Linked DNA regions of Mus musculus: all the other regions are linked to region 2. The links are chromatin contacts, called in public HiCAR-type, HiChIP or PLAC-seq and promoter capture Hi-C maps. All regions are on one chromosome and are shown on one strand. The core of a region is the stretch at or near the end of the contact, and the rest is flanking DNA. Distances in the headings are between cores, read along the strand shown.

Evidence for each region. Promoter capture Hi-C pulls out the DNA fragments that hold promoters and counts their contacts. HiCAR-type assays count read pairs that join an accessible place to other places. HiChIP or PLAC-seq counts read pairs in DNA pulled down with a chosen protein or histone mark.
Region 1: a contact with region 2 is called in an H3K27ac HiChIP or PLAC-seq map of SST interneurons, with 12 times the contacts expected there. The contact joins the enhancer-like site here to the promoter of Nxph1 in region 2. A contact is called at or near these places in 5 of 39 promoter capture datasets (cranial neural crest, embryonic stem cells, liver and 1 more) and 4 of 115 datasets of contacts at active chromatin or transcription factors (SST interneurons, astrocytes, embryonic forebrain and 1 more).
Region 3: a contact with region 2 is called in a promoter capture Hi-C map of hippocampal neurons, with 10 times the contacts expected there. The contact joins the enhancer-like site here to the promoter of Nxph1 in region 2. A contact is called at or near these places in 7 of 39 promoter capture datasets (cranial neural crest, embryonic stem cells, frontonasal cranial neural crest and 4 more), 1 of 15 datasets of contacts at CTCF or cohesin (pro-B cells), 2 of 484 Hi-C or Micro-C datasets (LSK cells and cortical neurons), 5 of 115 datasets of contacts at active chromatin or transcription factors (SST interneurons, astrocytes, embryonic forebrain and 2 more) and 1 of 9 other capture datasets (embryonic stem cells).
Region 4: a promoter capture Hi-C map of embryonic stem cells shows a contact between it and region 2, with 12 times the contacts expected there. The contact joins the promoter of Phf14 here to the promoter of Nxph1 in region 2. A contact is called at or near these places in 4 of 39 promoter capture datasets (cranial neural crest, embryonic stem cells, frontonasal cranial neural crest and 1 more), 6 of 115 datasets of contacts at active chromatin or transcription factors (embryonic forebrain, embryonic hindbrain, embryonic midbrain and 3 more) and 1 of 9 other capture datasets (embryonic stem cells).
Region 5: a contact with region 2 is called in an H3K27ac HiChIP or PLAC-seq map of SST interneurons, with 15 times the contacts expected there. The contact joins the enhancer-like site here to the promoter of Nxph1 in region 2. A contact is called at or near these places in 8 of 39 promoter capture datasets (the 3T3-L1 cell line, cranial neural crest, frontonasal cranial neural crest and 4 more), 6 of 115 datasets of contacts at active chromatin or transcription factors (SST interneurons, embryonic forebrain, embryonic midbrain and 3 more) and 1 of 9 other capture datasets (embryonic stem cells).
Region 6: a HiCAR-type map of astrocytes shows a contact between it and region 2, with 14 times the contacts expected there. The contact joins the promoter of Ndufa4 here to the promoter of Nxph1 in region 2. A contact is called at or near these places in 7 of 39 promoter capture datasets (cranial neural crest, embryonic stem cells, frontonasal cranial neural crest and 3 more) and 8 of 115 datasets of contacts at active chromatin or transcription factors (astrocytes, embryonic forebrain, embryonic midbrain and 4 more).
Region 7: a promoter capture Hi-C map of stem cell-derived epiblast-like cells shows a contact between it and region 2, with 6 times the contacts expected there. The contact joins the enhancer-like site here to the promoter of Nxph1 in region 2. A contact is called at or near these places in 7 of 39 promoter capture datasets (the 3T3-L1 cell line, cranial neural crest, hippocampal neurons and 4 more) and 4 of 115 datasets of contacts at active chromatin or transcription factors (SST interneurons, embryonic forebrain, embryonic hindbrain and 1 more).

Annotation. Positions count from the first base shown.
Region 1 is chr6:11,533,337-11,537,411 of GRCm38.p6, forward strand. No RefSeq gene overlaps it. Among named protein-coding and RNA genes, the nearest start is that of Ndufa4, 370 kb to the right of the region's middle. Within about 2 kb of position 1,800, at least 8 of the 459 cell types and tissues checked have an H3K27ac peak or open chromatin away from gene starts, as enhancers often do. A contact at or near this core is called in SST interneurons, where this site is marked.
Region 2 is chr6:8,948,057-8,951,995 of GRCm38.p6, forward strand. Nxph1 (neurexophilin 1) reads left to right here and starts at 1,963. Exons shown (of 2, transcript NM_008751.5): 1 at 1,963-2,251. The coding sequence starts at 2,198.
Region 3 is chr6:11,591,828-11,595,453 of GRCm38.p6, forward strand. No RefSeq gene overlaps it. Among named protein-coding and RNA genes, the nearest start is that of Ndufa4, 310 kb to the right of the region's middle. Within about 2 kb of position 2,319, at least 54 of the 459 cell types and tissues checked have an H3K27ac peak or open chromatin away from gene starts, as enhancers often do. A contact at or near this core is called in LSK cells, forebrain and hippocampal neurons, where this site is marked.
Region 4 is chr6:11,924,370-11,928,337 of GRCm38.p6, forward strand. Phf14 (PHD finger protein 14) reads left to right here and starts at 1,512. Exons shown (of 18, transcript NM_001168382.2): 1 at 1,512-1,923; 2 at 2,358-2,468. The coding sequence starts at 1,923.
Region 5 is chr6:11,304,258-11,307,918 of GRCm38.p6, forward strand. No RefSeq gene overlaps it. Among named protein-coding and RNA genes, the nearest start is that of AA545190, 330 kb to the left of the region's middle. Within about 2 kb of position 1,989, at least 13 of the 459 cell types and tissues checked have an H3K27ac peak or open chromatin away from gene starts, as enhancers often do. A contact at or near this core is called in SST interneurons and oligodendrocyte precursor cells, where this site is marked.
Region 6 is chr6:11,905,486-11,909,580 of GRCm38.p6, forward strand. Ndufa4 (Ndufa4, mitochondrial complex associated) reads right to left here and starts at 1,965. Exons shown (of 4, transcript NM_010886.3): 1 at 1,839-1,965; 2 at 535-623. The coding sequence starts at 1,880. It also overlaps a transcript of Phf14 not described here.
Region 7 is chr6:11,946,148-11,950,271 of GRCm38.p6, forward strand. The region is part of intron 4 of Phf14 (PHD finger protein 14); the gene reads left to right. Among named protein-coding and RNA genes, the nearest start is that of Phf14, 22 kb to the left of the region's middle. Within about 2 kb of position 2,179, at least 22 of the 459 cell types and tissues checked have an H3K27ac peak or open chromatin away from gene starts, as enhancers often do. A contact at or near this core is called in stem cell-derived epiblast-like cells, where this site is marked.

The DNA.
Region 1 (4,075 bases), core at 550-3,049, 2.6 Mb after region 2:
AAGGTGCTATTCTTTCTGGGAATTCTCAAGAGTGCAGTTGATGTCATTTAGAAGCTATCTATATGGTAAGTGGAATACACTAAAATCTGTAGATCTCACTGATGGATGTTGCAGTGTTGATTCTCTCTTGCATATGTAATAGAGCTGGAATGAATTTATTTCCAACAAAGACAGTGTCAGTATGATAATTTTCCCACAGGAAGAAATAATCAAGGAAAGGCAATCTGTTGTAAAGTGTACTGGATGTCTTCTGTAATTAGATAATACTCTTCTGCAGAACCACTAAGGGTTTCTTGTGGTAGCTGGTAGAAAGGGGTAGACATGTCTAGAAAGGAGGCCAGTGTGGGGAAATAGAGAAGGAAGAAAGGATTCCATTTGAGTGAGAGAAGGTGGAGTGATATCAGAATGAGTGTGCAGAGGAGGAAGATGGACAGGACATCGTCACTAAAATGAGGACAGGTTTGTATTCTTTTGCCTGGTTCCAGAAATGGAAAGAATTTTTAGTAATCAAAATGAAGATGGGATGTACTTCTCCTGCTATAAAGAAGGGAGAAGGCAGCTGTTGCCTGTGTAAACAGCAGAGCCTGATCTGTAATCTAACGTGGGAGCAACATCCTGCTGAGAATTAAAGAGGAGCAGCTATCATTTACTGGACATGTGTTGTGTGCCAGGCACAGAGCTGAACACCTTAAATATAGTAACTCATTTAATCCTCCCCATAACTAGAGGAGGAAGTGAAGCCAAAGAAAAATGGAAGTGTGGTTGAAGTAAGAAAGCATTTCCCGGTAGCACTCGTTATTGACTCTGTGAGCCTGAAAAGTGTGCAGCAGTAACTGATCATCTTCAGTCCCCACGTTTTGTGTTCTAAAACACAACACAACATAATGAAGAGTGTCGGCAAGATTCACTAGAAGATCTGAATTTGTCCAATCACCACTGGAAAAAGTCAAATGGGACAATAAGGAAGACAGTGACAAAGGTTTTCTTCGATATTGACACACTAACTGTTTTAGCCTTTTGTGCAATAAAATAAAATTTATCTAACCAAAGTGATTTATGCACACACACTTAATTTAATGCATATAGTGTACATGCATGTAGTTATGTGCATACATATAAAAATGTAAAGATAAAATCAGATCTTCAAAAAGATACCTATTGATTTTTCTGCTTGTGATAATTTAGGAAAATAAATTTTGTGGTAGTATTAATATTAAAAAATGAAAGGTGTGATATAAAATATAAAGACAGCAATAAAAACAAAACAGAGAGAAATATGTATCACCATTTCTTAGTAAGCTTTTTAGTTTCCCTTGATACTCAACTACACAAGGAATGCACAAAAGAAATGTTTTAAACCTCAAGTCTTACTAAGAAAAAAAAAAAAAGAACAAAATAAAAGTCTAGCCACTTCATAAAAGGTGTCTGTTCTCTTTATTTCCAATCTATGAAAAATTTCTCTCTGCTCTCTCAGCAGTATATTTGCCTCTTTAAATTTTCAGACTGCATTCTGAAGCTGTTTTATGATTGTTTTCAAAGACTTGTGGAGGTATAATATTAGAGAGTGTGTTCCTGTATGCGTGCTCACTCACACATACACACACACACACACACACACACACACACACACACACACACAAGTGCATCCATGTGTGTTTTTAACAGTAAGAATAAGAAACTACCTTTCCGTTTGGGTTAGAATGGAGATGAAATGAGGAATGGCTGCCACCAAGCAGAAAATGCGTTCACTTTATGTGTGCCAGTTAATTACGACACTTCAGAGGCGCTTTCGAAAGGATAAGGCAAGCTGCATAAATTTAGCTGTAATCCAGGCAGGCAAAACTAATTTGCAGGGGATGGCCTTATCTAGCCGCTGCAGCTTTCTCAGAAAATTAACCTTGGATATTTGGGCCCAATTCAGAAAGTGTTTGATTTTTTTTTTCCTTTCCCTGCTCAGCATAAGAGAATTTTTGAATTCAGTACAATACCTGACTTTTAAGAGGCACAGTGAATGCTGTAGGCAGTTCAGAGTTATTACTGACAAGCAAAAATCTATTCTATATATACATATAGATGATTGTCCTTCATGCCCATTATCCAGCCTTCTTACATGTGCATCAGAGGGTTTATCAGTGTAGGTATAGGGGCTTCTCGCATTAAGAGAAGGATGCAACTCATTTTTAATGTACTTAGAAAAATTCATCAAAGTTCATTGCAGAATAAGTCATGCATATTGACTTGTTCATTCCAGTGGAAATGAAGAAATCCCCCATAAAAATAGAAGTGTAATGAAGTGTTGGAGCCAAGTCTTCCCTGTCATTGCAGTTATCACTGATTCAGACCCTTGATGGACCACTACTAAGCACACACAGCACAGATAAAAGTTTACCTGATTTTTTTCTCATGGAGCCCCTACTGCACCAACATTTATTGAAATCTGTATGCTTTTCATACGTCATCTCACTTAATCCTCATATTAGCTCTCTTTGAGTATTTGAATAGTTTTCCCAGGATAGGAGGCAAAATTTCATGTTATGGTTTCCAATCCATCTTCAGAATTCTATATATAATGACAGGACATAGACATGGACATATTCCTACTACATGAATAGTAATACTTGGAGTTTCTTTCCAAAACTATTTTCAGTGTTCTTATACTGCTGTCCTAAGAATACTAAAATAACTTGTGGCCATTTTCTTAAATTTATACTCCAAGATGAACTTTCTATCAATCAGCATTCAAAGTAAATCCATAACAAGCCCCAGAAGACCATACATACTAGAGGAGATAAGATTTAAGGAAATAGTTTTGTAATATTCTATCTACAATAGAATTACTGTTTCACTCATTTCAAATCACAGGAGTTACTTATTTTAAAGTGCCATGAACTCAATTGGCAATAATTGTTCTTCAGGATGTTACAATTAGGCAGGAAGGAATATATTTATAATAATAAAAGAGGCATTTTAAAATAGAGATTGCATACAGAATCATGAAATGTGAAGCAATGGCTCCCATTTGGTTCTAAATTTTCTTCACGCTTGCTCAATAGTGAGGGCTAAATGTTATGAGTATTTATAGTTATACCCTAGGGTAGAAGAGCAGTGAGTTACTTATCATAAAGAATCATGCATAATACATAATGACTTAAACTATATTTTTATGAGAACAGAATAATTGAAGAAACTTTGGCTGAAACAAGAAATAACTCATCAAACAAAACTTCACACATGAACCCCTTTATAAAGATTTAACAGACAAAACCACACAAACCATTGTTATATGACTACTAACATAAAGTAAATTTTTAGGAATACTTGGAATAAATAATACTAGGCTAAGGTGGAAGGTCACCAGGAGCAAAGGTATCCGTGAAGGTGTCAGAACATTACATATTTTGATCTGTAGGTAATATTTACAAAGTAACTAAATAGAGAGTACACACCTTTGAGGACAGGGGAACTGTGTCACAACATATAAAAATCTGGTAAGTTCAAGTGGATTCAGATACCCTGGTACTCATACCTGAGGGCAGTAGGAATTTTATTTATGCTTGACCAGGTTCCTGTCCTGGAACACTGGACCATAACACCCCATGGAAATGACAGTGACAGTCACATAGAGGCAGTGCCCAAAACCCCTCCACATACAGATGAGGCATCCCTAACATCTCAGACCAAGCCAATAGAAAGCATCTGCTTTTAGACCCCAACCCACCCCAAAATGTGTATAAGAACCTATTCAAAAGGAACAAAACACACACACAAGTTATCTCATCAAGGACTGTCTGAGAGTGTCTTATAGAGCTGTAACACTTTGAGGAAGAGAATTTTCTCGAAAAGCTTTTGTTGCTGGAAGCTGCTTGAGCCCACCAGTTACTTCATGATTAATAGCCTGACCTTGGTTCCTACCTGTCCTTTGCAGCTTGCCTTAAACTGGCTCCCCCTTCCCTTTGTAGAACACAATTGATGTCAACAGCAGATAGCATCCAGTACACACACCTGTAATCCAGGCGCTTGGAAAGCTAAGGTATGAAATACCCAAGTTAAAAGCCAAGAAAGACTACAAATTATG
Region 2 (3,939 bases), core at 713-3,212:
AAGAGCAAGAGAGAAAGATGAGAGAGGGAGAGATAGAACACAGATAGAAAATTTTATCCCCCTTTCTTGTTTTGCCCAGCCCTTGGAGAAGAGTCCAGAGTCCAAGGTCGCACAGTCCTCTCTGCTGCCTCGCTCGCTGAATGGCTGGCAGTCCGCAGCATCCCCGCCTCTGGCCACCGCAGCCACAGGTTTACAGTTCCCGGCAGCAGCGCCCCTCCCGAAGCCAACTGGAGCACCCTACTCTCTCCAGCACCCACCGTTGCCCTGTGCACCTCCCTGCCTCACTTCTCGCCACTCCCCTGGCGGTCGCTTTCCTCCCAACGACCCCCTCCCCCCCCAGGGGGTGCTTTGGCCACCAGAGACGCAAGCAGGGCTCATTCCTCCCTGAGGGCCAGGAGGCCCGCAGAGAGCCTGAGAGTGGAATCTATTTACACGCGGTATTAATTAGTCTTTGAGGAGTCGTTCACCCACGTGTCAATGTAATTGTTGGTGTCCCGGCTGTAGGCTCGACCAGCCGCGACCGGGAAGAGAAAACCGCTCAGTCGCGGCGGGGAGTTGAAACCGCGCTCTGCGGAGCGTCCCCCCGTGGCCGGGCAGGACCTCGGACAGCGCCCGCGACACCAATCCTTAGTCGCCTTGGGGCTTTCCAGCCTTGCTGGTAAAGCTGGGGCTGCTTCCTGTGCTTGCAGCTTCCAAAATTTCGTCACCACACCCCTTCTGAAACTGGGACTCATCGCGCCTGTTGTGTGGCTTTCTTTTTCTTCCGAAAGGTTCGGGTCTTATCGCTCAAGTTCAAGTCCGGAGGACTTGCCCAGTCTCCTCCCCTTAAGTCATTCTCTATCCTCTGGCAACCGCGGAAATCCGGGAGTCCTAGGCTGCTGGTGTCAGTGCCAACACAGGCAGTCCGGGTCGGTCGGGTGCAGCAACCGGGCGCATTCGTCTCTCTCCCTCCCTTTCTTCCTTCCTCCGTCGTCTTCTCTACCTGCCCCTCCTTCTCTTGCCTCTTAAGTTTCCTGCACCGGGAATTCAACTGTGCCAAGCCTAGGCTCCCGCGGACCAATCCGGATCGCGACCCGGGCACTGGGACAACGACTCCGCCAAGGCTGGACGAGGCAGCTGGACCTGTCCTCGCCCGAGCATGGAGACGGAGCTCCGGGGAGGGCACGTCCCGGGCGCTGGAGACTCCAGGCCGTAGTAGCTCCTCCATGGAGCCTGTTCAGAGCGGTTCTTGCTCGCTGCATTTGCCTCCAGTCCTGTGCGGTATGTACCGGTCGCCTCCACCGTTCTTGGCAGGGACACGTTGGGGCAGGGTGGTGGTCATCACCAGGAAGGGACAGCGGGGTGAAACTCTTCTTGGGCATAAGGCATGTCTAATAGGTGACCCTCAGAGTCCCAGACAGGTTTCTACTGTAGAAGTTAGCAACTGGCTGTGCCCCTTCGTTCAAAAAAGTAGTGCTAGGGATGTGATTGTGGGTGTCTATCTGTATTTCAGGAGGTTCAAATGGGTAAACTGAGCCCCGCTTTCCTATATGCAAATTGCACCCCCCTCCCCACCCCCATTTCACGGGTACCTAATCCGGGTCAGTTCTACCTACCCTTGCCCTGCCCGCACCCCCCTCTCTCAGTCTCTTGCTCGCTTGCTTTTGCTATCTCTCTCTGCTGCTGTGTACGTGTGTGAACCCTGCCAGGGCTGGCGAAGAACCAGCCGCCGCCTTTAGTCCCAGCCTCCCGCCTTCAAACACTAGGGCAGGTCTGGCTGCCAGAGACAGTTGGCCTCCTAACCAGCCTGTGAGCTGCTCTCTCTGTGCCTAACCCCTTCTGGCCTCCGCCGTTCGGGCGCTGGCTTCCGAGACGCGCCGGGCTCTGGGAACCCCCTGCCACCGCTCAAGCCCGCCCGCTCGCTCGCCCGCCCGCCTGCGGACCGCACTCGCTTGTTCCTGGAGCTGGATTGGCTCGCTTTTCCAATCTTTGCGTCCCCCTTCCAAGCTTTTTGACTCCATCACTCCACACCAAGAGCCCCTTTCCCCTCGCTTGATCGTCAGCCTTGTCCGCGTGGTCATGGGATGTCTAATTTCATTTGTATCTAGGCTGCTGAGAGCGCTCCCTGCTCTGTAAAGTGGATGTCAGGTGGATCTATGTTTTTGAAGGAACAAAGACTCAGCCAAGGCACCGCCAAGGAAGTTTGAGAGGAGGGAGGATGCAGGCTGCGTGCTGGTACGTTCTTCTCCTCCTGCAGCCCACCGTCTACTTGGTAAGTGGCGATCGGTCCGGTCCGGCATCTTTGAGATACCTCCCTAGCCTGGAGGCCAAGCAACTGGGGTGAGAGGGGGGGGGGTGCGGGAGGGCGAGGCCGCCAGTTCAGTGAGAGCTGAGTGTTCCCAGAGAGTGGAAGAACTTTGGGAAGCTTTGGTTTGGATTCCTGCGAGAGTTTTTCAGGCTCTCATCCTCATTTTTTGCTCTATTTTCCGTCTCCCGGATCATGATTCTTAACAGGACCTTACAGGTCCAGAAACCAGGAGGTAGTAGGCGAGGATGCCTTGGGAGGAAGGGGAGAAGAAAGGTATTGGGAATCATGAAACTCTTAGCAGCACTTCTTCCCCCACCTAGTTTAAATGAAAGGGGGTGGAGGTGGGCTTGAAGAGCCGAACAGGAATCTACTCACTGCCCCACTGCCCCAGCGCCCCCAATTTGGGTTTGTGGCACATCAAGAAAGTGCAGGTAACTCCCTGAGACTTACAGGGGTGCAGCTGGTGTAAGTTTATCCGCCAGACACATAGCAAACGACCAGGCAGTTAGGTCAGAGATACACCTGCAAACATAACCCTCTCTCGCCTTCCAAGGTCCAGTTGCCATTAAATAACAGAAGCATAGTTTCAGTGAGGGGTTTCTTTTTAGGGAATGGCAAGCCTTGTCACTAGGGAGAGAATCTTGTCCTGTCCAGGTTCCTCCAGAATCAGTTTTCGGAGGTTTGGACTTGACACAATCTTAGAACCGACGCGGGGAGAATCGCTCTGTGTGGCTAGGGAGTTGTGGGCATCACCGCGAGCCTAGGAGAGTGTGATATTTTCTCCGCGTTTGATTTCTCAGAGGGCCAGGGACACTCGCGTTCTGCCGGCGAGGTTGAGCCTAGTGTTCTGAACTCCACAGCAGATTCCGGGCCACGGGAGTGCACCGAAAACTCAAGGTGTTCTGTGGAGGGGCGAGGAGCGCAGGCGCTGCGGTAGCAGCTGGAGTTTTCTAAACCGGCTGGATAAATGGGACTAAGAGTGGTGTTAGTGTCTTTCATTCCCAAGAGCTTCAGAATCCACCAGCCCGGATACTGTGCTATCCCTGCAAGTGGCCGTGTTTTTCGGTCTTAGCTCTGGCGCCTGCGATCGCGGGGCTGAGAGTTCTGTGAATCCGGTACATATGCGCGCGCGTGTGAGTACGTGTATTTACCCGGTTCCGGCTTCCGGCTGCATCTCAAGAACCCTCAGCGTTGCCAGTCTTTGCACCTTTATCGCCTGACTGTAGCAGAAGCAGACGCCAGAGGGCGCTGTGCATCAATGTCCTCGCCCACAGGACACCTTGGGGGTAAACAGGTGAAAGCCAGGGCAGCCAATCCAAAAGACAGCTTTTCAGACTGTCGCCGGTCCGTGCTTTCCCCGCTAGAATGCAGACGAATGCAAAAGGTGTCCTTCCTATTGCCCACCTTCGGTCATTATCGCTCTCACCTGTGTCCCGTAAGCCCACTGACATTGAAGACCCGGAGTTGGAGGGCAGAAAGTTCCATCAAAGAAAACAAAGCCTTTTTAATTTATTTTTTATTTTTAAAATTGGGTAAGGTGGGAGGGAGTGAAAAGTGAAAAAAGTGAAAGTCTTAGGGGAGGAACACCTTTGATTCCCTTGATCGGTACAACAACCGTGCCCCTCCTCTCCCGCACACCTTATGATTAGAAC
Region 3 (3,626 bases), core at 1,069-3,568, 2.6 Mb after region 2:
CTGGAACTCACTTTGTAGTCCAGGCTGGCCTCAAATTCAGAAATGTGCCTGCCTCTGCCTCCCAAGTACTGGGATTAAAGGTGTGTGCCACCACTTCCCAGCATATAAAAGTTTAAGAATAAATTTTAGAAATACACAGGGTAAAATATGAAACGATCATAACTCAAGCCACGGAGATGACAAGGATCATTAATATAATGAATGTTATACCACTTTTCTGTGGATGACAATATATGTGCTTATTACATTTTCTTTTCAAATAGCTTGTCCATTTCTCTTGCAAATACAGAAAAAGGACAGCTTTGAGGAGGTATAACAGTTATTGTCTATTGTGTTCCTCACAATGTTCAAAGTCTATGTGGCTCATTCATTCCCTCCCCATTCCACTTTCTGGAGCAGATAGTGCAATCACAGCATTGCACATATGCAAAGGTGGAGGCACAGAAATATATTCTGATCTCTTGGCTTAAGTGGCTGAGCTCAGAAATAAAATGATTAGTTCCTTTTCATTTCCTTAATAACTGCTTAGAATTCCATCTCTGACAACTTCCTTCTTAGTGTCTATTTAGATCACCTTCATTCTTTAACAGTAGATAAAGTAAAGGAATTTGGATGGATCTGGGAAATATTATGATCAAGTGAAATAAGCTAGACACTGAAAACTGAGTACCACATGTCATATTTGGAAGTCAAAAACTCAACTTCAAAGAAGCAAGGGTAGAAGAGTGCTTACCAGAGTCTGGGAAGAGGAAGTTATGGAGATCTGGTAAATGGGTATCACAAAAGAGGGTAACTATAATTCATTATATAGCATATTCCTTTTAAAAGGGGAGAGAATTGGGCTGGAGAGATAGCTCAGAGGTTAAGAGCACTATCTGTTCTCCTAGAACCTAGTCAGCTATCAATGGGAGGAGAGGCCCTTGGTCTTGTGAAGATTATATGCCCCAGTACAGGGGAATGCCAGGGCCAGGAAGCAGGAGTTGGTGGGTTGAGGAGCAGGGCAGGGGGAGGGTATAGAGGACTTTCAGAGAGGAAACTAGTAAAGGAGATGCATTTGAAATGCAAATGAAGAAAATATCTAATAAAAAAATTAAAAAAAGAAAATTCTCAAAAAAAAAAAAGTTCTTACTTCAATTCCCAGCAACCACATGGTAGCTCACAACCATCTGTAATGACACCCTCTTCTGGTGTGTCTGAAGACAGCTACAGTGCACTCATATACATTAAATAAATAAATAAATAAATAAATAAATAAATAAATAAATATTTAAAAAGGAGAGAGGATTTTTTAATATTATCGCTACAAAAAATGATATTTGGTGGGACAGATATCCTCACTTTTCTGGATGATTTTTATCCATTATACTCATATGTCTAAATATTGTATTAGTCCCACAAATACGAGTAGTATCTTTTGTTATTTAACCTTTTTAATTTTTCAAAACCTAATAAAGAGCATTTCATTTCCTTAGGTTTGTATTCTACACACGTAAATTTCTAGCTGTGGGTACATTGAACAATTAAATTTATTACATTGCAATAGGAATTGGAAATTTTTCCTCTAAAATGAGAGTATCGATCGACACTCGAGTCAGCTGACCACTGCAAGTACCATTTACTCGGCCTTTATGAAAATCATACGTTAGCACTCAAAATGTGTCTTTGAACTTGATGATCAAAAACATACCGTCATCGTTATTACTGCTACAAAAATATTAACGCTGTATTGTTAGGATACTGTTTACTGAGGGTGTGCAGCGCGTTCAGACTTAGTGAAGTCATTCTTCTCTTTTGGCACAGCCTGAAAAAACCCTGGCACACACATGCCAGATGAGCTCCCAGAAAGAACTGACTCAGCTGTCACCCAGTTTGCTACTTTCAGTCAACCAGCAGGGGACTCAAGTCTCTGGCTGGATCACTTCTTAAAGGGGATACACTGGAAAGGAGGGAAAACATAAAAGAGGACTTCTCAACTCCCCTCCACCCTCCTCCTGCCCGATATCTCATTGCATGACATTTCTTCACCGGAGAGGCTGTTTGCCCTTTAAAAGGCATCTTGGCATTTGAGGTCCTCCAGCTATATATCCTTTCTCTTCTTCCTCGGCTGACAATTTTCCTGGAATTCGGTGAACAACCTTCACATTCGCGAAGTCTAAGGTTCACTGGTGATGCCAAATGAAAAGAGAGCTAAGCATGACCAGCACTGTGCAACGGTTTGGCTCAGGCTATAAAACCTGGGCAGCTGCAGCACAGCGGAGGCTGTGGCCATTTCCCTTCTATTTTACGATCATCCGCGGTTCCCTTGCTTTATGTTTTCATTGCATCCTGGCCTAGCAGTCTGGAGCAGCAGGCTGGAGAGATAAGGCCTTCCAGTAATAAATAAACTAGAAGGTTAAAACCACAAGAAAGGGGATGTAGGAAATTGTGATGACAGGGCCGTATGTTTAGCCTTGGATATGTGCTCGAAGAATAGTTGGGAGCCCTTTTCCGTCTTTTGAGAGGACTTCACATTTATACTACACTTATCATCTGAACATTCATAAATGCATATGCTTCAGAGCCAGGAAAAGAGACAGCCTGACAGAGTACATTTCTTATAGCATGTTCTAGAAGGTAAAGTGCAAATGATAGTCACAGTACAAGCAGCTTGCACTCAAAACAGCCACAGTGTTCTGTATTATACAGAGGAAAAAATTAGGACAATATCAATCTACTATTGATTGGACACCATAGACTATACTCTGCAGTTGCCTTAGATCCACAAATGTGGAGGTAACAAAATTTTGCAACTGCATGATACCAACAAGTGAGAGTAAATTAAAATATGTTTAGTTAATTAAATAGTGTGATCATTTGATAAACAAATATGGAATGAGTGGTACTGGTTAGTATTCATTATGTTATCTGTGACACATGCAGGCTTCTATTGCAAATTCAGAAGAAGGGGGGTGGGGAATTGGCTGCCTAGATTTTTCACTTTAAGACCTCAGCTATCAACACAGATCTGAACTCCATTATTAAGAAAGTATATTTCAATAACTGTCTTGGGAGTGAAAGAATAATTAAATAAATGTTAAACCTCTTCCTTATGCAGAAGAATATATCTTAATCAGTTTCAACAATATTTAGGATTTTTACCTTGTAGAACACTCTTTTTCATATGGCCATCTCAATACATTGTTTTGCATGACCAAAAGAAACAAATCTAGGCTGCACAAAAAGCTGGGAATAGAGGGGCTGGCTGGGCAAGTCTTTGCTAAAGCACGAAGGCTCCCCCTTGTGATGTGAAGGGGCCGCCAGGAGGGAGCAGGGACTTGTGCCAGCCTTCCTGTGTGCACAGGGACTGTTTCTTACTGGCACTTTGTATTTGTTTGAACCCATGTAGATCCCCTGCTACAGGTGTGAGCTCCTGTAGTCTACATAAAAAATAATAATAATTTAAAATAGCTGGAAGCATACTATACCAATCAAAATAAATTCCAATGAATTAAAGTTTTAAATGCCATGAATTTCAGAGGGATTTTTTGGTAGGTAAATTTATGGTCTTTTGCAGGGAAAAGACTTTCTAAATAGGACATAAAGGTCAGGAGTCATAAAAGAAGCTGCTGGAAATAAAGCTTTCAAAA
Region 4 (3,968 bases), core at 262-2,761, 3.0 Mb after region 2:
AATGCTGTTTTCTTAGTGAGGAGAATTGGTGAAGAGAATTCTGAGTGCTTGGGAGACTATAAGACAACAAGACAAGAGTCTTGGAGCTCAGTTTCTTCAGAACACAGAACTTGCTTTTGGACTGCTTCGTGCTCCTCCCAGGTGTAGTGAATAGGAGTGAGTTTATTTCAGCTTATCCATCACAGCTAACTATTGTTATTTGTTTATTACCACCAAGGAAAAGACATTTTTGACATGTGCAGCTTTCCTTGCAATTGGACTCTTTACTCTTGTGATTCTTAACTCTTACAGTTTAAATTTTCTGATGTTCTGAATAAAGTTAGCTATTGCATGAGAACTTAGTCTACCTTCTTTTTAGGTTCTGTTATCCCAGGCCCCTGTAGAGTGGTAAACAGTTTTTCCATATATTTTTTGAAGGGGTCTTTAGTGTTAGTTGTCTTCTCTATATTTCCCACCCCCATTAGACTTTTTTTTCACTAGCATCTTAACTTCACCTTCAGATTCGTTCATTAGCCTATTAAAGCCAGTCCTGGGCTTGGCTCCTGTCTGCCTTGTTTCTGAGGCTTACTTACTTACTGGAGTTACACAAAATAGTTGTCTTTCTTCTTTTCTTTTTAACTTATGTTCCTAACTTTGAAAAATGGAATATTTGTCTTTTTGAGTCCTAGTTACCTCACGCAGGATAATTTTTGCTATGTTTGTCCATTTTCTTGCAAATTTCATTTTTCTTAACAGCTGAATAATATTCCATTGTGTAACTATAAAACATTTTCACTATTCAACCATTAGCTTATGGACATCTATAATGTTTCTAAATTTTGGTGATTATATAGAGAGCAGCAATGGACATGAATGAGCAAATATCAACGTCTGAGTGGTGTCTTAGTCAGTGTTTCTATTCGTACACAAAACATCATGGCCAAGAAGCAAGTTGGGGAGGAAAGGGTTTATTCAGCTTACACTTGCACATTGCTGTTCATCACCAAAGGAAGTCATGACAGGAACTCAAGCAGGTCAGGAACTTGGAGGCTGAAGTGGATGCAGAAGCCATGGAGGAGTTCTGTTTACTGTCTTTCTTCCCCTGGCTTTCTTATAGAATCAAAGAATACTAGCCCAGGGATGGCACTACCCATGATGGGCTAGGCCCTCAGTGCTTGATCACTATTTGAGAAAATACCTTACAGCTGGATCTCTTGGAGGCATTTCCTCAAGGGAGGCTCCTTTGATTACTCCAGCTTGTGTTAAGTTGATACACAAAACTAGGAAGTACAAGTGTTATAGTCGAATCTTGAGGTAGATGGAGACTCAGCTTCGTGAGGAACCTGTACTCTGATTTCCATAGTAGCTGTACCAGTTTTCACTCCCACCAGCAATGACTAGTTCTTAGGCAGATGGATGGAACTAGAGAATCTGTGAATATTCTTAAAGTTACTGAGTTCCGGCGAGGGAGCGAGTGCGCGCATGCGCCCTCAGCTTCGGCTGCCCAGGGCGGCGTTTCCGCGGCGGCTTTCACTTCCTCCTTGTCGGAGCTGTATCCGGGTCGCTGTTCTCCCTATTGTCTCTGACAGAAGGCCCTCCGCTGTGCAAATTCTGGGTCTTTTGTTGCTTCTGGTGCAGGCTAATAAAGTTTTCTTTTTATTTCCAGTTTTTACCGGGGCAGTTCCCCTCGCAGGGCGGCCGGTTCGGGCCTAGCGCCCCTGGCCGGGGAGCGCGGGGGAAGGGGCGCCGGGCGGGCGGGCGGGCGGGCGCGGGGCGTGGGGAGGGACAGTAGCCCACCCCCGGGGTCGCCCCTGCTCGGTCGGCGCAGCGCCCTGCCTCGGTAGCTGCTCTCCGACCGGTCTCCTTGGTCCTCTGCGCGTCCCTGCTGCCTTGCCTCTCGCAGCCTTCCCTAGCTCTCCAAACGACCACCTCACGGATTCCTTAGTAAGTGTCTCCGAGGCCTCAGCCCCGCGCCACTTCTCCTTTCAAGTCAGGCGGTGCTGAGCAGGGAGGGCCGGGTGGGTCCTGCAGGACAGACAGACAGACGGACCCTTGCTGGAAGCTGCTCCGTGGTCCCTTGGCTTCCGAGATAGCGTGCGTGGCCGTACGTTGTCTGAGTGAGGGATTACCGAGTGGTCAGAAGTTAGGCGGGGGTCTGCGAGGATGTGGGCTGTTTGCATTGGTCCTGGCCTAACGTCAGGGGCAGCCAGGCTCTCTGCATCCAGCGCCCCCAAACCCAACTTTTCCCACCAAGCTCAGTGTGGAGAAGTCAATTGGAGATTCCGTGCAGTGCACGAAGTCATTTCTATTTCCCCCAGCATCACAGTTCTCCCTGTTTGGTGAGATTGTAAAATGATTGTAATTTTTTCTCTTAACAGTGGATCGCAGCTCCAAGAGGAGGCAGGTGAAGCCTTTGGCCGCTTCTCTCCTGGAAGCTCTTGATTATGATAGTTCAGATGACAGTGATTTTAAAGTTGGAGATGCTTCAGGTAAATGTTTGCTTTCTCTCCCTTTCACAGCTTTCTGCCGTTCACTGCATTTTTAACTTTTTAATTTTTTTTTGAGACTTTTGATTAAAATGTTCATTTACTGTGCACACAAACCATTTATTTTGGTCATTTAATTTCTCACATTAACCTAAGAACCTCTCATTAGAACCTACTATGGCTTCTGCTTCCGTCCAGATTTACTCAGATGGTTAGCTGGTAGGGAGGAAGCCTTATTCAAAAAGGAGAAACATTTTTCCCAATCTATACCCTAAACTATATTTATGCTTATATACTCGAGTGAAGACTTGAGGTACCCCAGATGTAGAAGAGTATATTATGAATAATATGGACCACAATATTCTTGCGCAGTGTTACTCCCATATCAGCCCCCTAGGCATACTTAGGGGAGTTCTTTTTGTGCACGAGCTCGCTAACAATGAAGCCCAAGGAAACCTTGTGCTTTAAAACAGCAGGTACCGTGGCCCAGTGCCTTGAGTGCTTGCTTATTCCAGTTAGTGATGTGAAGAGGTGGTGAACTTGTATGTTCACATAGTTTAAAAGCAGAGAGGGAACATTAGAGGTTTTCTTTGTGCATTCTTCTTCTGTGTACTTAATGTATTAAGTTTCAGTTAAGGCAACCCGAGAAACAGAATGATACAGGCTGTTGTATCTGCAAAGCATCAGTGGACACCTGAACATTAAGACCTTTTTGTATTTCGCTCCCATTGATGAACATTTAGATAAAGTATAAGATAAAAGCCTGTCTGAGTTCAGCTCTTCTGAGGCTCTTATCTTGAAGCAGTGGGAGCATACGCAGGGCCTTTCACAGGCTCTGCTGCTAGACCACACTTGCAGTCCGTCTGACATAGTTTAATATCCCATCATGCACCAGCCCCTCTGACATGTTACCGTCCCATCAGGCAGTCTGAGAGTTTGGAACGTCTTGCTCCTTTTCTCCGACACTCTCACCTCTCTTTTTAAAGGTGGTGAGAAGAGATGAAATTAGTTTGCATCAGCCAGGTACTCCTGGCACATGCCTTTAATCCTAGCAGTGGGGAGGAACTCTGCGAGTTGGAAGGCAGCCAGGGCTACAGAGTCAAACCTTGTCTTAGAAAACAAACAAAAAATTCCTTGGATTGTGTTACTCTTAACAGCATCAGCAGACAGTTTGCATTGTGATTTGCTACAGAATCTCGTTTAACTTTATAATAGCTCATGTAGGAGATACTCCTTCACAGTCATAGAGGAACTGAGTTTAAAGGACTGCTCATGACGTTCTTCAGAAACTGATAGCCAGTGGGTCCGACTACGCTAAAAGTGGATTGATAGAATCTCAAATCAAAATGGCCTGGCAATTGTGGCAACTAATGAGTTCACGCCAGCCGTCAACACTCAAAAAATTACCTCGATTAACTGTTTTCTAACCTTCACGTTGCAGCTCTTTATCTCCTATGTAGTTGATTCACTGAGGTTTGGTACTTTCAAAGAAGGAAAACAAGG
Region 5 (3,661 bases), core at 739-3,238, 2.4 Mb after region 2:
TGCTACCGGAAGAATTCCAACATAGAATAGTTGAGTTTAAGACAATAGAGTCTGCGCCCAGCAATTGTGTCATCTGTTGATTCTAAACTAAGATTGTCTGGTGTTTTCCATTTGGGCAGCTCTGGTGGGTCGGAGGGAGAAGGCTGATTACTGCGTGAGTACTTTGATATTGCGGAGGGGGGGGAGGGAGGGAATCCATTGACTTTGATATTGATGGGATTCCACAGGGTGGGCCTAAGTCACAATGGACCTTTGTCTAACTATCTTTAATAACTTCACTTTACAGGCAGTGGAAATTCTATAACCTTCCTATGTGCATAGCCTGGTGGATTCATTTTAGCTATCTATAAACCACACAGTCTGCTTCCTTGATTTGAAAACAGACAAAGCAGACTCAGAGACAAGCACTTGCAGGGACTATAAGTTCAACCCTTCTGTCATTTAGTATGTTGTTCTTTTGCTATAGTTTAAAAATATCAGCTTTAATTACTTTAAATGAGTAAAATATTGATTTTAAGAAAATACAAATATAAAACAATTTACACATGAGGCTTTTTATTCCACTTTTATTAGTTTAGCTCTGATCATTCTTCTAGCCTCAATTTTCTTTACCACTCTATTGGATATTCTTTAGCAATGATTGACACAGATACTAATCTAAATCATAGGCATCCCAAAATAAGCTAGTATATATTTTGAAAATATTATCTATCAAGTCTGAACAGATGTCTCAGCAGTTAAGAATACTGGTTATTCTTTTAGGAACCAAGATATGATTCTCAGTACCCACATGATACCTTACAACCTCCATCATTCCTGTTTCAGGTTATGTGGTGCCCTCTGGTGTGTTCTGCTGGCAGCAGAAACACACATGTTACCCAGACAAACAGACAGCAAAAATATCCATACATATAAAATAATCCTCTAATTAAAAAAAAATTGCCAGATTTAGAAAAGAAACAATTGCTGTGTAGGGATGAGGGCAAACAAGTGTCATGGTTAGTATATGATTGTGAATGCCTGCATGCGGAGTCTGGGGGAAAATTCTGAGGAATCAGTTCTCTTTCTACCATGTAAATTCTAGAGCTGTAACGTAGCTCATTATGTTTGGTAGCAGTAGCTATTGCCTGATGAACCATTTCACTCGTACCCACAGTTACGTATTTTGTCTCTTAAGTATTTCACTGCTCTCTCTTCCAGATATCTAAATTTATGTCAAAGATATTTTATTAGATCTAAGAATGTAATTTTGTTACCTTTTTAAACTCTACGATGCATGAGGAGAGGAGAAACAGAAAGAAGATAGGCCCTCACTAATATGCTTCGTGGGCCTGAGGCAGGCGGCTACATGAGGATGTGATATGTCTCAGAGCACTGGGAGGACAAAGGAATGAGCTAATGTATATTCTGGGCCACCAAGAGATGTACTTAGCCCAAGGCCTGTTTTGAAATCCTATCCAAGGGACTCTGTAAGCCAATAGCAACCTATCTATTGGAGGCTGTTTGTCACCCTCAAGTGGATACTGGCTTCTCTTTCTTCATTGCAAACTCAGCTTAACATACTTAGGAGTGTATAAATTAATCTGCAACCTCATCAACAAAAGCATAAATAAAATTCTATCATTTAGCATTCACATTAACCTTGTGAGTCACATTCATGGTCTAACAATAGAATCTATTCTACATATTGCAAACAATAATATATCAGTGTAATAATATAATATAAAACACAAAGAACAAATATGAGCAGGAGTTTCAGTCTCTCTTTTCATTACTTAGTCCTTGGGAGAGGTACCCCACTTTGGATACTATTGTTCTAGACCTGAAATCTTGGTTCCAAAATGTTTTTAGTACATAGCCATGTGTCTCTGAAGCCTTCCTTCCCCTGCAATGCCACCCTCCCAGTTGAATCAATCCTATTGAATGCGTCTGAACAGCTGCAGCTCTCTGCAGAAGCCTTACCAGCATCTCAGAAAGAAAGGCTGTTTCTTAAAACATTATAACATATTTTAAACACACACAAAGAGTCTTTAAATGTGCACTGATTTCCTCACACTGACCTAAATTCCTCCAAGTGCAGTGAGAGGCTTCTGTATGCTGATTTGTCAATAGTGGGAAGGAAAAACATCTGCTGCTATTCTGCGCCTATGATTTCTTCAAATGCATGAATGTCACTATTATGTGAAATGGCCACTTGTCTGATTTAAGGCATTTATTAATTGACTATTGGTATCCCAGTGTATTTTGATGAGCAGAATGATAGAGTCATTGGGACTCAAATCTCCCAAAGATGTATAACTATTTAAGGAAATGAATGCTCTCTGATTGTTTCAGTGATTCCACGGGAAGCCTGTGAATATGGCCCAAGTGCTCAGTCAATTTTGCAGAGCTGAGATGTTAGACAGGCACACTGGCCCAGTTAGCTCCACTCCAGTCCCAGAGATACAGACATTCTTCAGATTCCAGGTGAATGCAGGGGGATTAACAATGAGAGCTGCCACTGTTTGATGCTGCCAACATTACTTAGATCATCCTTCTAATTCCCAGGATCATGAGTCTCCTACACAAGGCTCTGGGCTATGAAAATGACCCCCTTATGACTTGCAGCCTTTGCACAGTCTCCTCTGCCTTTGTGACTGATCCAGAGAAAAACTGATGTCTTTTCATATGTCAATCCCTTTAGAGTGTGTCCTTCATGTGATAAGCAAGGCTCCCTTGGATTAGGTTTAGCATATTTAGAAGCATATATAATGTTAAAATTGTAGGCAAATTGTGTGAAAGCAGGCAAAATTCAGAGATCTGAAACTTCATCAAAGTATGTTATCACAGTGTTCCTTGATGAGTCTTGCCAAGTAAAGTATATTCTATTCTGTTTTTTTTTTAATTTTTTATATTTTTTATTACATATTTTCCTCAATTACATTTCCAATGCTATCCCAAAAGTCCACCATACCCTCCCCCCCACTTCCCTACCCACCCATTCCCATTTTTTTGGCCCTGGTGTTCCCCTGTACTGGGGCATATACAGTTTGCGTGTCCAATGGGCCTCTCTTTCCAGTGATGGCCGACTAGGCCATCTTTTGATACATATGCAGCTAGAGTCAAGAGCTCCGGGGTACTGATTAGTTCATAACGTTGTTCCACCTATAGGGTTGCAGTTCCCTTTAGCTCCTTGGGTACATACCGAATGGCAGAGAAGCACCTGAAAAAATGTTCAACATCCTTAATCATCAGGGAAATGCAAATCAAAACAACCCTGAGATTCCACCTCGTACCAGTCAGAATGGCTAAGATTAAATATTCTGTTTTTTTTAATGAAAGTTATATACTTAACTGATATCAATATCCCCTATGCTCAAACAAAATTGATTACAATCTACTTTGAAAAATTCACTGAGAAAAACATTATCCATATTTAATATAATAAAGGTGGGAGTGAGAACGGATGCAGGCATTATGGAAAAACTTAGTAAGAAGTAGGTTGGAGAGGAAGCTAACATCCCAGAAAAACCGCTCTAAAACCAATGGGAAGAGTTGGATGGGTGCTGTAAATGCTTTAAGTGGTGTCTGTCCCCTCACATGCTGCTAGAAATTTGCAGGGCGCAAAGAAGAAATGATACATGGCGAATCTGGGAAGCTGGCCAGCAAGTGCTCAGCTCCT
Region 6 (4,095 bases), core at 715-3,214, 3.0 Mb after region 2:
CTGTCTTTATAACAGAAATGTTTGTATTTGGCTTTTATCATTTTCCAACTAAAAAAAAAGACCAGTTTATTGAGGAAAAAGTAGGTTACACTCACATACAACAGGAATCGTGGTTACGTATTTCATAAAAAGCAACTGCTGTCAGGCATGATGGTGCATGCCTTTAATTCCGGCACTAGAGAGGCCAACCTGATTTACACAGTGAGTTCCAGGACGGCCAGATGTATAGTGTGAGGATGCCTCCAGCCATAACATAAACAAGCAAACAAACAACAACAACAAAAAAAACCTCAAGTGCTATCCAACCTTCAAAATGTAAGAGTTGGTATTAGCAATTCTACTTGACCAATATGAAACTACAACTTGGGGAGGCGAGATTGAGATGAGCTCACGAAGCCAGCCAAGTAAAAGTCAGCAGCCCTGGGCTGACTGCAAAGCTACAAACTGTAGTTGTTTCTACTCTGTGACTTCTCCCGTGACTGGGGCCCCCAGCCAGATGATTAGCCATCCAAATATTAAAGCATTTACACTCACCTGACATCTGGATTAAACAGTGCCAAGCGCATCACATACAGTGCTGCTCCAGTACCCCCTGCTCCAATAAATACGAAGAGAGGAATCAACTAGAAACAAATAGACAAAGAAGAGTAGCCATCATCACATCCCTTGATCTTGTCCAAATAAGGGCACACTGGTTCCTTTCTATATAAGCCAACCTCTAAATCTGCTATTTGGCTAATTTGTCCTACAATGGGAATAACGGTTGAACTTGGATTGAAGCAGTGTTTCTTTCAATTGTATTCTAAAGGCATGATCTCTGTAAAAAGACATCAGGATGGTGTTGGCTTAAGAGTCCAACTTCCTTACATGGATTAAATTATATGAACAAATAATCCTATCAAGTACATTCACCTCTGTAAGTCTTGAACAGCATTCCCATTAAATTTCATTGCTTCCCTGGAAGTAACGAGATATACTTCCCTGGTAGGCTGGGAGCGGAATCTCTTCGGGAACTACTGAAAAGTGGCCCTTAAAAGTTCTGTGAGCCAGGCAATGTGGCGTACACCTTTGATCCAGCAACTGGGAAGCAGAGGCAGGCAGATTTCTGAGTTTGAGGCCAGCCTGGTCCACAGAATGAGTTCCAGGACAGCCAGGGCTATACAGAGAAACCCTGTCTCGAAAAACCAAAAGTTCTGTGAACATAATCTCTGTGAAATAAAGAGCATAACTAGCGGACAGAAATGCCTATTAAAAGCACTAGTTTTAGGAATGAACTCTGAAAACAGACTGCAGTTAATTTTGCTGAGTATTTAGAAAACCAGGCTTAAGGCAAAGATGAAGGCCCATCAGTGGGAGTTTTAGGTACACAGCATCCTCTATCGAGCTATACTGGACGAAAGTGACAGGTCAAGAAAACTTAAATCAATTTTGCCAGTGTCAAGTTTTCCAAGCAAAGTGGGGATTACACGATGACGATCCCTTGCACTTCTGAAGGTTTGGTGGTGCAATGCAGTGACTCTAAAAGCCGCAAAGAGCAGCATAACAAACTTGGCCTCTCTTGGATTCTAATCACTCAACGTACCACTCACCCCTCTTGGGACCAAGTAATCTGAGAGCCACAGTGTTCCAACACTCAGAATGTTTACCTTTCTCCCTGATCTCTGCCACCTTCTGCTTCAGGCAACCTCACCTCCACCCCAGGTAGAGGCTTCAAGCAATCAGGTCATCCCAACAACAGAATGTAACCCCAAGGAACAGAGAAAAGAGAACGTCCCCAGGGGACACGGGCAGGAGCAACCACAGCTAAGAGGCCACCCTGGCAAAGACCGTGAACTTACGCTGGGATGCTTCTTGGCTTGCCCGAGGATCTGGCGGAGCATGTTTGCGGCACAGGCCTACCTACACGCAGAGAGAAGATTAGGACACACGCTAAGCCGCTTCTGCAACCTGGCTGAGCGGACGTCCAAAGTCACCCAGGACCTCCTACCTGAAGGACCCCTGGCGCTGAGGGCAGCCTGCAGCAGGAAAGCCCGGATGCGGCTGTCCTCTAAGGTGCCTGAATAGGTAGTCAGCCCTCGCGCGATTGCCCTAAATGTCCCGACCACTTCTTCGCATTTTTGAGTTCATGATCCATCAGTTCTCCACCATGCATCTTTTTGATAGGTTTATTTTTTTATTTTTTGCATAGCAGGCAGAGCGTCTCGACTGGTGAGACAGGCACTTTTCAGGACGGCATGCGTATAGACCAGGGTCATCCGGCGGTCCGCTGGCAGTGCGCTCGGCGGGCGCGGCTTCCTTAGCGGCGCCTCCCGGCCAGGGCCGCGCGTGGACGCGCTTGGGGGCGCGCGTGTGGGGCGCGCGCCGCGCCGCCCGGAGGGCCCCGGAGGGAGCTGCCAGGCGCCTCTGCAGGCTCAGCGCCCAGATCCCGCAGGACAGGTCGAGTCTCCAGCCGCCGGGGTCAACGGCTGCGGTTTAAGACTGCAGCTGCTTCCTGACTTTCACTGGCGCTTAGGGACAGAAGTTGAAACACTAGTAAGTGACTTAAAGCTGGCCATAGTTTCTACAATGTGATTTCTAGATTCTTAGGTCGTGGCACTATTGAAGAGTTGTCGCCCCCCAAAGAAGTTTTGCAACATGCCACCATCTCTTTTTGGTCCAGATATTGAATCCTTAAAAGTATCTTCATTGGCCGTGTTGCTGAACTTAACCTTTTCTACCATCCTAAGTCAATGTTCATTTATCTCTTTGCAAATTTACTTTTACCCAAAAGTTCTTCCTTGGGGCAGGTTTAATGGGCACTTTCGAATCACAGCCAACAATTTGGACTCCCTACACATGTTAAAACGTTTCAAATAATAAGGAGAGGGTTTCGCCGAAACTGCTAAACTGAACAGGTAGCATTAGCCCAGTACAGGCTTCAGGTGGCGGTGTATAAGGAAGACAATTCACATGAAGGCATGAAGCACACAGTCTACCATTTAAAAGGGAAGGCAAAGTAGGAGCCACATCCGAGGCAGGGACCACTTATGCAAGGACTTTATGTTCAGGACTTTCAGAAGTTCACCAATAAGATTATATGGTTGAAAAGAATTCCTTTGGCTATGAAGAATGGAGTAGATAAAAGGGCTATTGTAGTTGTCCATGTGAGAGAATTTTTAGTTGTCCTGGGGGTGGGGAGGAATGTACTGATTGGGGAAAAAAAATCACCAAAAATATCAGAGAAAATTTTGTGGTATCAACAGAACTTGATAGTTGGATGGTTATGGGTGAATGAGTGAAAAAGAATAAAAAAAAAAGAGTAAATCAGAACTTTAGTGGTGAGCAGCTGTGAACATATCCATGCCAATTACTGAAATAATGGATGAGTGTGTATGCAAAACCCACGGTATTTCTCGAGAGCAGAATACTCTAGAATATCTAGAGTAGACAATAGATGGAGTGGTTTTGTTTCTTAGGAAATGAGCTGTATGACTGCTAAAGTCAAGTCACTTTACTTTCCTCACTCTGTCTCCTCAGTAGGACATAGAGTGAGAAAAGACTCAGGATCAAACTGAGCAATTCAAGTATGTTTGTTTGAATAAAACAAGGAGGGGGCCATGGATGATAAACTGAAGGTTATGCATATAAAGGCTGGCATGGTTTGTTTTCTCTCTCTCTCTCTCTCTCTCTCTCTCTCTCCCTCTCTCTCTCTCAGAAAACTTTTGCTAAGTACCTACTCTGTACCATATCTTGTTGCTTTTGCTTTTGGTTTGGCAGGCCTCTGACTCAAGATCCTCCTGCCTCAGCCTTCCAAGAGTTGGCATTGCAGACATACACCTCCATGAACAACATTCAGCTTCTAGGGATTTAGTATTGAGGGGAAAAAAAAATACGTACCATGTTGACTAAGAAGAGCAGGAAATAAACAGATAACTTTATATAACTATAGATGTGCCACTAAAATAAATAACAGTGAAAAGTGACATGGGAGAGGCAGAGGAAAGATTACTTTAGCTAGAGTGGGCAAGGAAAGATGCCCCTGGGGATATCATCTGAGTTGAAAACTAGACGAAAAGAAGAAATTACCAAGGTATGATAACAAACAGCAAGAGGCAT
Region 7 (4,124 bases), core at 929-3,428, 3.0 Mb after region 2:
CATTTAATTGCTGCTATTTTCTTATTAGTTTTTTTGAGACAGGATTTTTTTTTTTTTTTTTTTTTTTTTTTTTTTTTTTTTTTTTGAGAGAGGGTTTCTCTGTGTAGCCCTGGCTGTCCTGGAACTCACTTTGTAGACCAGGCTGGTCTTGAACTCAGAAATCCACCTGCCTCTGCCTCCCAAGTGCTGGGATTAAAGGCATGCGCCACCACCACCACCGGCTTTTGAGACAGGATCTTGGTAGTCTAGTTGTTCATCAGACTTACAGACTTTCTCCTGCCTCAGTTTTCTGAGTGCTGGAATTACAGGCATGGGCTATTTTGCTGCCAGTTTGGCATTTGGAAGCTTTTTAAAAGAAGCTCTACATTACTAGATCTTCATTTTCTTCCATCAGAAATTGGTTTCACCTGAACAGCCCTGCAGTCTTCAATTTACCTTGACCACTTACTTAATCTCCTATGTTTTCCTGGTCTGTGGAGATGGGTGAACATGCAGTTTCTCATTTACTCTATACTTGGGGGCAGGGGGGGATGGAGTGAAGATGCTTTGAGATTTCAATGTTTTACATCTTTGATTCTAATGCATCTTTTTGTTTTTCTGTGATAGGTTCTTAAGTAGTGTAGCCTAAGTTGGTTTTTGAACTCCATGCAGTTGAGACCAGCTGTAAACCCTGATTAGTGGCTTCCCAACTCTTAAGATTTGGGATTAAAGGCTCTGTCTGGTGTGTGACTTGAGCCCACCAAGAAATACTACCATTGAAAATTCAGAAGGAACTTTTTCTCTATCCTATTTTTTCTCTTGTTATTTCTTGGTACTGAGAATTGAATCCAGGACTTCACACCTCCTTAGTAAGCATTGTTCCATTCAGTAGTGCTCTGGTCCCTGTTTACTTAATTTTATTTTCTTGTTTTAAGACAGATTCTATGTCTTGGTTACTTTCGATTGCTATTATAAGACACCATAACTTAGGCAAGTTAGAGACCAAAGCATTTAATAGGGGTTCATAGTTTCAGAGAGTGACTCCATGACCATCATGGTGTGAGCATGGCAGCAGGCAAGCAAGCATGGACTTGGAACAGTAACTGAGGGCTCACATCTTATCTACCGTGGGAAGTAGACAGACAGACAGAGACAGCACACCCCTACCCCCAGTGACACAACTCCTATAACAAGGCACCCCTCCTAATTCTTTTAAGCAGTTCTACCAACTGAGGGCCAAGTAGTCAAACATTAAAGCCTATGGGAACCATTCTCCTTCAAACCGTCATAGTCTCCTATGTTGCCAGTCACTTAATTTGCCACTCTCCTTCCTCAGCCTTTCAGGTAGTTGTTATAATGGGCACTTATCAACACCCTAGCGGTGTGTGTGTGTGTATGTGTATGTGTGCACATGTATATGTTTGCTTGTTGATTTATTGATTGATTATTGTGACAGGTAGAATGTCATTTATCCCAGACTGACCTAGAACTTGCTGTGTATCTTAAATACCCTGACACTCTAATCCTCTGCTTCCTCTCCTGAGATGTGGGATTACAGGCATGTGCTTCTCCATCTGGTTTGTATCTACCAGAAGCCCTGGCTCATGCTAGACAGACACATTGTCAGTGAACTGTATACCTACACTTCTTCCTATTGTTTTGAAATCAGGAACTGTTTTTTTAAATAAATTCATTGTTCAAATAAACACAGATTTCTATAAGGATACCATGTTAGTTCTGCTGAGATCTTTCAGGTTAATTAAAGGTTCAAAAATGTGACCTCTGTTTTAGATAAATAGCCTCATTAAAGACAAGTCTACCTTTTCAAGTAGCTTTTAATTTTAGAAACAACTAAAATGTCAGTCTGAATCAAAGCAGACAAATAAGATGGTCAAGATAGGTAATAATGCCATGTGAGTCAGAAAGAAGGTTAAAGCTTCATAATAGCGTTTCACGTGTTTCTTAGTTAGGACTTTATTCCTGTGAACAGACACCATGATAAAGGCAACTCTTAGAAAGGAAAACATTTAATTGGGACTAGTTTACAGTTTCAGAGGTGTGGTCCATTATCATTGCAGGAAGCATGGCAGCATGCAGGCAGACATAGTGCTGGAGAAGGAGCTGAGAGTTGTAATCTTGATCAGAAGACAGCCAGAAGGAAGAGCTCTTTCACACTGGGCAGAGCCTTAGCGTAGGAGGCCTCAGTGCTCACCTATGACATACCTCCTCCAACAAAGCCTCACTTCCCCCAGTAAAGCCACACCTCCTAATAATGCCATTCACCATGACTAAGCATTCAAAACAGGAATCTTTGGGGGCCAAACTTAATTCAACATGTAATTCATTGTAGTGTCTGATGACAGTGCAAGTTTCAACTCCTTTGGAGCATTTGCTAATGATTACTAGTTGTATTAGTCTCTTTATGTATTGCTAGGCGAAAATACATGACAACAGCAACTTCAGGAAGAAAGGGGTTCTTTTGGCTCCCAACCAGTTGCATAGGGTCCAGTCATAATAGCGAGGAAGACAATGCTACAGGAGCTGCAGACACTGCCCAACTTTATGAACAGCCAGTAGGCACAGAATGAGGAGTGCTTGGTACTCACTTATTTTCTCCATTTTATTCCGTCTAGGACCCCATCTTGTGGAATGTTACTTACCACTTTTAGTGTACCTTTACAAAGGGTTTCCTCACCTCAGTTAGCTAGCCTAGATAGTCCTTTCATGCACAGGAGGTTAGCTTGCTTCCATTGTGTCTCCAGATCCTGTGTATCAGTACAACCCAGTGCACTGACTTCTTCTCCCACGTCACAGCCCTGTTGTCATAGAAGGAAGAGGAGGGTAAGAAAGTGTGTGATGCTCATGGACTTATTCTTTCAAGTATTTTTTGAGAGCCGGCTACTATTTGACATGTAAAAAAGTGTATAGTTTTTCCACTCTTGAGTAAATCTTCATATTGTATAATTAATTAACTGGTCATATGTGTGAACATCCTAATTCAATAATTTAAAATGTCATGGAATCTTGTTTTCATTGTATTTATTTTATTATTAACATAACTTGTACAGATTAGTGATATTCACTGTGGTGTTTTCATTTATGCAGAAATACTTATTGATTATGCTCATTTATTCTGCTTTCTGCCCTCTGGTACTCTTCTCAGTTCCTATAAATTCCTCTTCTACCGCCAGCCAACTTCTTTTAAGTTTCTACATATATTAAGAGAACATTGTCTTTCTGTATTTGGCTTATTGTCTTTAATATCTTTCATTTTTCATCCCGTTTAAAGACTTCTGTAAATGTTATTTTTTTCCATAGCTGAATAGTACTCCATTATAAGAGTACACCATGGTTTCTTTCTCTATTCATTTATTAACAGATACCTATGCAGAATATATATTAGTTACTATGAATCGTGCCATATTAAAACTTGGCATGCAAATAACTCTGGATTCTGACTTCATATTCTTTGGCTGTGTAGGTAGGAGGTGGCTAGGTGGATTATAGAATAGGTTTACGGGTAGTTTTTAAGGACCCTCCATATCAACAGTGTAGAGTTGTTTCATATATTCTACATCTCCACAGTATTCACTTTTATTATACTTTTTAAAAATTGCTATTTTAACTGGAGCAAGGTATTACATTTTTGTAGGTTTGATTTACATTTTGCCATGGCTAGTAATTCAGAACATGTCTTTCATATATTTATTGGCTATTTGTATATCTTCTTTGGAAAAGTTTGTATTCATGTCATTTTCCCGTGTTTTTTAATTAGATCACTTGGATTTTGGCTACTGAGTTCTTGTTTTATAGTTTGTATTTTGGACTTCTGTCAGATAAAAACATGGCAAAAATCTTGTTTCTTTCTGTTAATTGTCTCTGTACTCTGTTTTAATGGTTCCCTTTGTACCAGGAATATTTACTTTGATGTAACCCCATTTAGTAATTTTTGCTTTTAGAGGGATTGGATTTAGTCTTAGTTATTTTTCTGGTGCTGTATAGAGGCACCAGGACCAAGAAAACTTAATAAAGAAAGCATTTAATTTTGGAGTTATAGTTCCAGACGGTATTATAGTTCATGCCCATTAGGCCAGAAAGCATGGTAGCAAGTAGGTATGGCTCTGGAGCAGTAGCTGAGAGACTAC